2 separate regions of the Sus scrofa genome follow, and region 1 is linked to region 2. A link is a contact called in public promoter capture Hi-C data. All regions are on one chromosome and are shown on one strand. Each heading gives the region's core, a stretch centred on a gene start, on an enhancer-like site or on the middle of the called end of the contact. The rest is flanking DNA. Distances are from core to core; before and after follow the strand shown.

Region 1 (4,705 bases), core at 1,456-3,955, 69 kb after region 2:
GAAGGTCGTGTAGCTGGAATCGGAGCAGCCTCTTCAGACTGGCTGGGCTCCCCAGGGGGTTAAGCCCTGCGCTCTCAGGGCCTAACACTCACTCTTCTCGGCGCTGGGTGGGCCCCGCAGTCTGGACGCCTCCGTCACACAGAGGGGCCAGCCTGGGTGATGCGCGTGCAAACGCCACGCAGCCGTCACCTCCGCGCTCCTGCCCCATTCACACCCCTTCACAGAGCTGTCCCTGTGCTCCTGCGGCACGTGGGGGTGACGGGGCCGCGACGGGCAGCTGGGGCTCGGGAGGAGCCATCGGGCAGGGTCACGGCATCGGGGCCGCCGTGGAAGCCCGCTCCTTCGAGTGGCCGTCGCTGACGGGAGCTAGGCCCTGGACCCTCACTCTCCTCGCCGAGTGCTCTCGCCCACCACCGTCCTTCATAAGGACACGGCAGTCGCCCTGGCGGGTAGGTTAAGACGCATCGTCGGCAGGGCTCCTGGGAGCGCTCTGCTCAAGCTTGGCGAGTCGGGGTGGAGAGTGGCTGTGACACCCAGGACCCTGTGGGGTCTCCACACACTGTCACCAGGCACCACGCAGGGCCCGCCGGGGTCCACGCCCTTCGGGCAGCTTCAACCAGACCCCATGGCTGCTACCCAGACCTGGGGGGCTTCCCACGGGCCCCCGCCCTGGGGCTGTCCCCAGCCTCCCAGAAGCCCGTCCCCTAAAGCCGCAGGGTGGGCCGCCTGCCTCAGGAGGGGCACAGAGGCTCCTCTCAGGCCGACGCACCAGCCCCTCCCGGGCTCCATCCAGTCTTTACGGTTGGGGCAGGAGCGCGGGCTCCCTTATGCTCACCGCGCACACGTGAGCCAAGTGCGACGAGCTGAATGACCTCCCAGCGCAGGAGCCAACGGCGGCGAGTGAGTTGCAGAACCAAAGGAAGCGGTGGGATGGCCACGTGCGCGCAGGGCCCTCTGGGGAGACAGACAAGCCGAGCCAGAGGATTTGCTGGCTTCTAGTATTTCGGCTACAGGAACAATTTCAGAACCCAGCCCCCAGGAATGTGAACTGATGGCTCCCAAACTTTCTTTGTAGCGGCAGCAGAGCCTGGGCAGTTCCTGTCGTGGCGCAGTGGAAATCTCACTAGGAACCACGGGGGTGCGGGTTCGATCCCTGGCCTCACTCAGTGGGTAAAGGATCCAGTGCTGCTGTGGCTGTGGTGTAGACTGGCAGCCGTAGCTCCGATTTGACCCCTGGCCTGGGAAGCTTCACATGCCGCAGGTGCCGCCCTAAAATGACAAAACAACAAAACACAAACATAAAGGCGGGTGGGGGCACCGAGGGCGCTGGGGCGGGAGGCCCCAGACCCCAATCCCCGGCACACGGGGCTCTGGTCCACTCGCCTCACATCCCACGACACCCTGGGGACACAGAGCCCACAGGAGACTCAGAGCCGACAGACAGCAGCAGACACACGGGGGTGCCAAGCAGCCAGGTTCCTGGCGGCCGGAAGGATGGCGCTTCACCCAGGAAGCCAGACCCTGACTTAAGGAGAATGAGTCAGACCCGAGGGGCGGGCGGGGCGGGGTGGAAAAGCCACTTCCTGGGGCTCCGCGCACCTCCCCCCAAGGCCCCCACCGCCCCCCCCAGCCCAGGACACCAAATGCAGGCCTGGGACAAGGCCTCACCCTGGCATTCTAGCGCATTCCCGCCCCCACACCCTGCTCAAGGGAGGCTCCTGCCAACAGCAGCCCAGCCCTGGGGCCACTGCCTCCCAGGGCAAACCCGCCAGGCCGCACCTGCTAGGCCAGGGCCTGCAGGCGCACATGGGACTCGAGACCCCAACGGGGATGGCAGACGGCCCTCTGTCCCTTACGCTAACCGCCGTGGGAGGGCTGACGGTACTTTACCAGCGAGGACCCTGCGAGGAAAGAAAAGGGCCCGTGACCTCGTGGCCCCAATTCACCTCGGACTCTGAGCCCAACGTGCAAAATCAGGGGTGTGGCCACGGGACCATCGGCGCCCAGGTCCTGTGTGTGAAAGCCAGCGGCCGTCGGGGAGCGACCTTTCGGTCCTGCTGGGCCACGGGGCCCTCCCGTCCCCTCCCTTCCTCTGTGAGAAAGGAGCCTGAATTCCCAGAGGCGAGGACGCTGGTCTGCCGTCTTCTGGGTCGGCTGGCTTTCCCAGGGAGGCCGCTGTTCCTCGCCGCGGCATCTCGTCTCCGAAGGCATCGGCCTGTCCAGCGGCGAGCAGAGCGAGCCTGGGCTGGTATCGACACCAGCGGAGACGCGGGGGTGCCGCGCTCAGGGCGGGTGGCGGAGCCGAGGGCCGTGGGTTCCCGCCAGGCGGGCGTGGCTGGTTTTAAGTGACGTGACTTGGCTATTTCGGGGTCTACATTTTTGTTTGGCTTATTTATTTATTTAACTTAAGAGGAAATTGTCCTTTCTCATGACTCATTTCTCTCAAAATGGTGTCTCCAGCATTTCTGGTGCCGGCATCATCTTGCGTTTGCAGCTGGCCAAAAATAGATCTAAAATCAAATCAGCCGCCTTTGATGCTGTCGTTTTAAAAGCGAACCTATTAGAATCACAGCTGGGAAAAACCCTGAATATGAGTGTTTTTCCAAAAAACATTCCACCCAGTCTTCTGGTGCAACGCAGGTCTGTTTCCCAAACACAGTCTGAAGGCCGTCCAGCCGGCGTCGCCGAGAAGGGCTTCAAGCTCATTTGTCCTCGGCTCCCAAGAGCAGAGGCTCAGGCAGCGCCCGGTGTCTGGCCTCCCGCCCCAACGGGCCCCGCTCGCTCAGGAAGGGCTCTCGCGCGCCCGCCAGCTCCGAGCACCCGTCATCCAAGGACCACGCAGCGCAGTCTTGGGGCTTCGACACTCCGCGAAGGTGAGGCTCCAAGAGGAAAACACGGGATGGGGTCGAGCTCGGCGCTGATGACAACCACAGCGGGCGCCGACCGAGCACCCGCGGACGCTCAGCTCCGCCAGCCTCTCGGAGCCGACGGCAGAGCCGCAGCCCCCAGTAGGTGGGGCACTCGGACGGTGGGCACTGGGACCTGGGGGTGGCGTGAGAGCAGGCAGAGAGGAGAAGGGCAGTGGGCACGGCGGGCGGGGGCTCCCGCTCCCCGCCTGCAAAGCAGGCGTGCTCAGGTGGCCTCAGGGCAGGGCAGGGCAGGGCAGAGCGGGACCGGGCCACCGGGAGCCGGAGAAGCTGACACCTAGGACAGTCTCATCTGAAAGACAATCAAAGACCCACTGCCCATCCCTCCAGGCTTCAGAAAGAGGCCCGCACCAGCGAGGAAGGAAACGCAGTTAAGCCAGACGCTTCCGTGAGGACAGCGCTCACCGGCCCGGCGGCGTGAAAGAAAAGGGCCAGCAAGGAAGGGGTTAAGGCCGGACTTCTGGGGCCGCGGGCGGCCGCCTATAAAGCCTGCGGCCGCCAGGGGCTGCCTCCCTGAGGACGGCTGGGGCTCGGCAGCCCTGCGGCCAGGCCTCCTGCGCCCCACAGCCTTCCTCCGAGCTCCCAACGCCCCACCGCGGGCCAGTCTCAGCCGCGAGCACATCCCGGGGCTGGCGGAGCTGCCCTCTGCGGGACACGGTGCAGGTACGTGCGGCCTGGGCTCCGGCTCGGCGGGCGGCGGTGCCGGGATGGAGCTGGCGGGGTGTGGCAGCCGCCGGTGGCGGCGGCGGCGGCGGGGCAGATGGGGGCTCCCTCGGCCGGCCTTCGGTCGGGGAGGCTTTGCAGGAAGGCTCTTTTTATCCCACAGGCTGAAAACACTGTTCCCCAGGTGTGTCCAAGCAGGGCTCCCTCGCACTGGGAGGAAAAGGGCCAGGGCGCTGACCGCTGCCACCTGGCTCCTCCGAGGCTGGCTGCCAGCGCCAGGCTGCCTCGGTACATTCAAGACACACACCTGACTGAGCTGACAGAAACAGGGTTCGTTTTTCTAGATCTGGCCAAGCAGTGAACGTCTGAAAACGACACCCAAGTGCTGAGTGCTCACCTTTATTTTTATAAATTCATGGCCCATTTCACGAGGAAAATGTGCCAGCCGTCAGTTCCACACTAGGCGTCTTACCTTTTTTCAGAGCACCAGCAAATAGCTCGCAAGACCCATTTTCACGGGACAGAAGGGGGCCCGCGGGCTCTGCTCGCCTCCGAGAAGCCCGCTGATGGTGCAATCCCCACTTAGAGCGCAAGCAAGCCCTCTGCGCAGTTTTCACAGACGAGCTTAGAGGCAGGGGCTTTAAACATCACAGACGGAACCTTGAGAACGACGGCGTTTACGTGGTTCAAGTTGGGATAATCTAGCAAAGACGAATCAGGAACACAAAACTGGATTCCCGTCGTGGCTCAGTGGATAACGCGTCCGACTAGGAACCATGAGGTTGCGGATTCGATCCCTGGCCTCGCTCCGTGGGCTGAGGATCCGGCGTTGCCGTGGGCTGTGGTGCAGGCCGCAGACGTGGCTCGGATCCCGCGTGGCTGTGGCTGCGGTGCAGGCCGGCGGCTGTAGCTCCCCTGGGACCCCTAGCCTGGGAACCTCCATGTGCCGCGGGTGTGGCCCTAGAAAGGACAAAAAGACAAAACCAACCCCCACAAAGCGGGTAAAATCCAGCTCGCCAGCGCAGGGAAGTGGAGGTGCTGGAGCCTGTGACAGGCTTGACACCAAGGCCCTGGTCACCGTCCGCCCTTCCTCCGATGCAGTAACCTGACCTGGG
Region 2 (4,301 bases), core at 1,788-4,287:
TCTAGAAGGAGCTCTGTAAGGGCCTGAGATGGAATGACAGACAGGCAGCAGTAACAGAGAAGGGAGAGGCTTCTGCACGATCCTGGCCCATTGTTTCTCTAAAAATAAGAAGCAGGGAGTTCCCCAGTGGTCTAGTGCTTAGGACTTGGTGCCTTCATGGCCGTGGCCCACGTTCAGTCCCTGGTCTGGGAACTGACATCCCACGTCAAGCTGCTGCATGCCATGGCCAAAAAGGAAATGAAATGGAATATAAGGTAGTGAAGCAAAGCAAAATAAAATGGTATATTTTTTAAAAATAATTGAAAGTGAACGAGTTCCCTTGTGGCTCAGTAGGTTAAGGGTCTGGTGTTGTCACTGCTGTGGTTCAGGTTCCATCCCTGGCCTGGGGACTTCCGCATGCCATGAGCGTGGCCAAAAAAAAGTTGATTTTTTTTTTCCTGGTCTTTTTTAGGGCCGCACCCGTGGCATATGGAGGTTCCCAGCCTAGGGGTCAAATCGGAGCTACAGCCGCCAGCCTACACCACAGCCACAGCCATGCCAGATCTGAGCCGCATCTGTGACCTACACCACAACAGCTCATGGCAACACCGGATCCTTAACCCACTGAGCAAGGCCAGGGATCGAACCTGCAACCTCATGGTTCCTAGTCGGGTTTGTTAACCACTGAGCCACAACGGGAATGCCATACATTGATTTTTAAATCAACTATATTTTAATTTGAAAATATATTTCAAAATAAAAAGAAAAGTATGCGGCAGGGGGCAGGGGGCAGGCGGAGACTCTGGGGTGACAGGACAGCGCTGTCGGGAACGTGGCGAAGGTTCCAGGGGTGCGTGCTTGTCTTGGGCTCCAGCTCCACCCTTCAGCACGTGAGGGTTTCGGTCGTGAATAAACTTGTGGAAGAAGAAGGCGGGGCACCAGAGGGGGCCAAGCATCTCCGAGGGACCCGGGAGGGAGAGGCCCGGGAGGGCAGGGGACGTTCTCGGGGACATGTGGGACTTCCTACTGAGACGCAGGAGGGGCCACACCAACACCCGTCCCCAGAGTCTGCGGGGGGTGGCAGCAGGTTCCCGGGACAGGAGATGGGCCCCTGGCCTCTGCAGGTGTCACGGAGGGAAGAGTGTCCAGACGGGGTGACCCAGGACCGCCGAGGGGCGCCAACAGCCCTGGGGACAGGAGGGTCGCCCGTCCTTGGCCCAGCTGCCCCTGAGCCTGCCGTGGCACCGGCCCGGCCCACGTGCACCAGGCAGCCCAGCAAGGAAGACCATCTTGCCCAGCCTGCCGCAGCCCCGGACCTCCAGGTGTGGCCCGTGCCACAGTCGCAGGCAGGACCCTCTCCGGGGGTGGGGCAGCGAGGGGCGCAGAGAGGGGGCAGCAGCTCTGGCAGGGGGTCTGGGAGAAAGGAGAGGCGCCTGTGTCGTTGCTGTGGCTGCTTCAGGCTGGGGGTGGGGGCGGCACCAGATGAGCTGGGGGGATGCAGGCTGGGACGTGAGGATGATGGGGGGGTCACTGGGAGGGGCGGCCAGGGTGAGGCCACCGCACTCGGGGCCCCACGGACCCTGCAGACAGACAGACGGCACAGCCCACCTGCAGGTAGGGCAGACCCGAGCCCCAGTGGGACGGGATCCCACGAGGACCGGTCTGGACTCTTCTAGAACCTTCCCTTCCCCCATCCAGCACCCCACTTTGGCTCCCCTAAGGTGACAAAGCTGTGTGATTCCAAGACTAGGTCACAGGTCATAGGTCATTGGCTGTGGCCTCAATCTCTCACTCACTCACTCTTTTTTTTTTTTTTTTTTTTTGTCTTTTTGCCATTTCTTGAGTCGCTCCCACGGCATATGGAGGTTCCCAGGCTAGGGGTCAAATCGGAGCTGTAGCCACCGGCCTACACCAGAGCCACAGCAACGTGGGATCCAAGCCGCATCTTCGACCTACACCCCAGCTCACGGCAACGCCGGACCCTTAACCCACGGAGCAAGGGCAGGGATCGAACCCGCAACCTCATGGTTCCTAGTCGGATTTGTTAACCACCGCGCCACGACGGGAACTCCTCACTCACTCACTCTTGAAGCTTAAAAACACAAGTCCCCCAAGCCGGGGTTCCTGAGGTCGGGGGTCCGAAAGGGCCCCAGCAGTCCCCCGCCACCCCCGGGAAACCTCCCTGTGTTAAGGTCACACGGTGAGCTGCCTCTGTTCCATTTTCTGCCCTAAACGCCTTGTGCTGGCACCTGACACCTGCACAGCCTGGCGCTGTCACCCTGCCGACCTCCCCGGGTTCCCAGGCCCGTGAGTGTCCCCACTGTTCTCCCTTCGCCGGTCAGGAGGCCACTCAAAGTTGATGCCGTGGGGCTTCACCGCCCGCGCACCCTGCGCCGGATGGGGCCTGCTAATGCCTCCCAGGTGAGCCCCGCTTCCTCCTCCAGGACCTCCAGCCTGTGCCCGCAGGGAGGGCCTTGACACCGGCCACTCAGCTGAAGGATCCGGAGGCCGAGCAGTTCCAGGCGTCCTCTGTGACCGTAAACCCGCAGCCGTGCAGTCTGCCCGGTAGTGAGCAGCCCGTCGGGGGAGGTGTGCACGTTGAGGCTGGGAGGGGAGGGGCCCACAGGCTGCCTTGGCGCTGAGGTTTGTGTGGGACACAAAGCAGCCCCGGGGACAGGCCCCTGGTGAGGGGCCCAGCGGCAGGACGGGGCTGCACGGCCTCATGTTGGGGCAGGTGGCACGAAGCAGGCCCAGCCACTTCTGGAGCCAGCAGCCCTCCCAGCCCCCAAAGCTCACTTCCAAAGCAGCGCCTCCGCCCCTCCCAGCTGGGCCACTGGGGTTTAGGCGACCGGAGTGTGGCCCAGACCGTCGGGGGCTCGTGAACCTGGCCACCTGCTGCCCATCAGGCCCTGCTGCAGGTGGGCCCTTCTGAGCTACCAACCCCATCCTGCCTCCACCTGCGTCAGTGTAGCAAGTGCCTCCTGCCTGGGGGTGACAGTGGTTGAAAAGCCACCAAGGAGCAGACTGTCCCCCAGGCAAGCCCACCGATGGGGCCTCTGAAGCCCCAAGATCTGAGGCATGTGCCGTGCAGACCCCATGGGCCACGCCTGCCTGGTGTCCCCCGGGCCCCCGGCAGAGAGAAGCTGGCGGACGCAGATGGTGGTGGGTGTGGAAGAGGCCAAAGAGGTGCTGCAGAGGGAGGCTCCGATCCTGGGGAGGGCGAGGCCCCAGGCCCCCGAGCTGGGCTCTGATGGGGAAACCGAGCAGAGGCCGCGAACCGGCCGCCAGGCTGAGTCCTCCCCAGCGAGGCGAGGGCCGAGGGTGCCCAAGTGCAGGCCTGGACGCCGGCCCCCGGCCCCTGGGCCCCTGCCGCAGACTCGACCCCACATTCCACGCACGCCTGCCGCTTTAAGCCGCCTGGCCGTCCCCTGCAAACTGCTCATTCCACATTCTCGGGGTGGCGGGGTGGGTGGGGTGCCGGCACGCCCTCCCAGGAGGCCTATAAGGCAGAGGGCGGCCCTGGAGGGGACTGGGGCCTCGCCACCCGCCGTCCTCATGGCTCCGCTGCTCTTGGGGCTCCTGGGGCTCCTGGGGCTCTGGGGGCTGCTCTGCACCTTCGCCCGCACCCCCTCCCGGGCCCCTCGCTGGCCCCCGGGCCGCGCCCACTGCCGCTCATCGGGAACTTGCATTTGCTGCGGGTGTCACAGCAGGACCGGTCATTCATGGAGGTAGGTCGGAGCGGGCGTGGCCTCGGCCAGGATCTGCGCCTGGGCCAGCGCCGGGCCCCCTGCCAGCCCTGAAGCCACCCCAGCCCCAACTCAGCAGGACCCCTGTGGAGTGGGAGGTGCTGGCCTCCCAGGGGACACAGGAAGTCTCAGTGCCTGTCCTGCCTCGGGGAAGAGAAAGACACTCCACCCCAGAGGGAAGCAGGTGGGCAGTGCAAGGAGCAGGGACCAGGAAGCAGGCCAGGAGGGCTCCCTGGAGGAGGCAGCATTAGACGAGGGCACTCCTGGGAGCAGCACCCCGCAGCAGAGGTCTGGCACCTGAAAGAACCAGGAGCAGGGCACACAGGTGCCTGTGGGGCAGGGGGGAACTGCCGCTGGGTATGGCCCCCCTCGCCTGGGCTGCAGGCCGGACCCCAGCCCAGGTCGAGCTGGCTGGCTCGAGGATGCAGCAGAGGTGCAGGCCTGGCCCTGGCCCTGAGCGCTGTCCAGCCCATGAGGCTGCCTGGTGGCCCCCGGGCCCTGCAGGTGGGCGGGGAGGAGGGCAGGGCAGCCCTGGCTCCCAGGGGAGCCGTGACGCACAGAGTGCCCTGGGCTGCA

Evidence for each region. Promoter capture Hi-C pulls out the DNA fragments that hold promoters and counts their contacts.
Region 1: a contact with region 2 is called in a promoter capture Hi-C map of liver, with 3 times the contacts expected there. The contact joins the promoter of GPER1 here to the promoter of LOC100522669 in region 2. A contact is called at or near these places in 3 of 5 promoter capture datasets (fetal liver and liver), 7 of 47 Hi-C or Micro-C datasets (blood, epiblast stem cells, fetal skeletal muscle and 4 more) and 1 of 2 datasets of contacts at active chromatin or transcription factors (skeletal muscle).

The regions. Positions count from the first base shown.
Region 1 is chr3:708,722-713,426 of Sscrofa11.1, forward strand. GPER1 (G-protein coupled estrogen receptor 1) reads left to right here and starts at 2,706. Exons shown (of 3, transcript XM_003124244.5): 1 at 2,706-2,873; 2 at 3,258-3,590. The region is part of intron 2 of C3H7orf50; the gene reads right to left.
Region 2 is chr3:638,960-643,260 of Sscrofa11.1, forward strand. LOC100522669 (cytochrome P450 2W1) reads left to right here and starts at 3,038. Exons shown (of 10, transcript XM_021085945.1): 1 at 3,038-3,631; 2 at 3,634-3,707. The coding sequence starts at 3,058.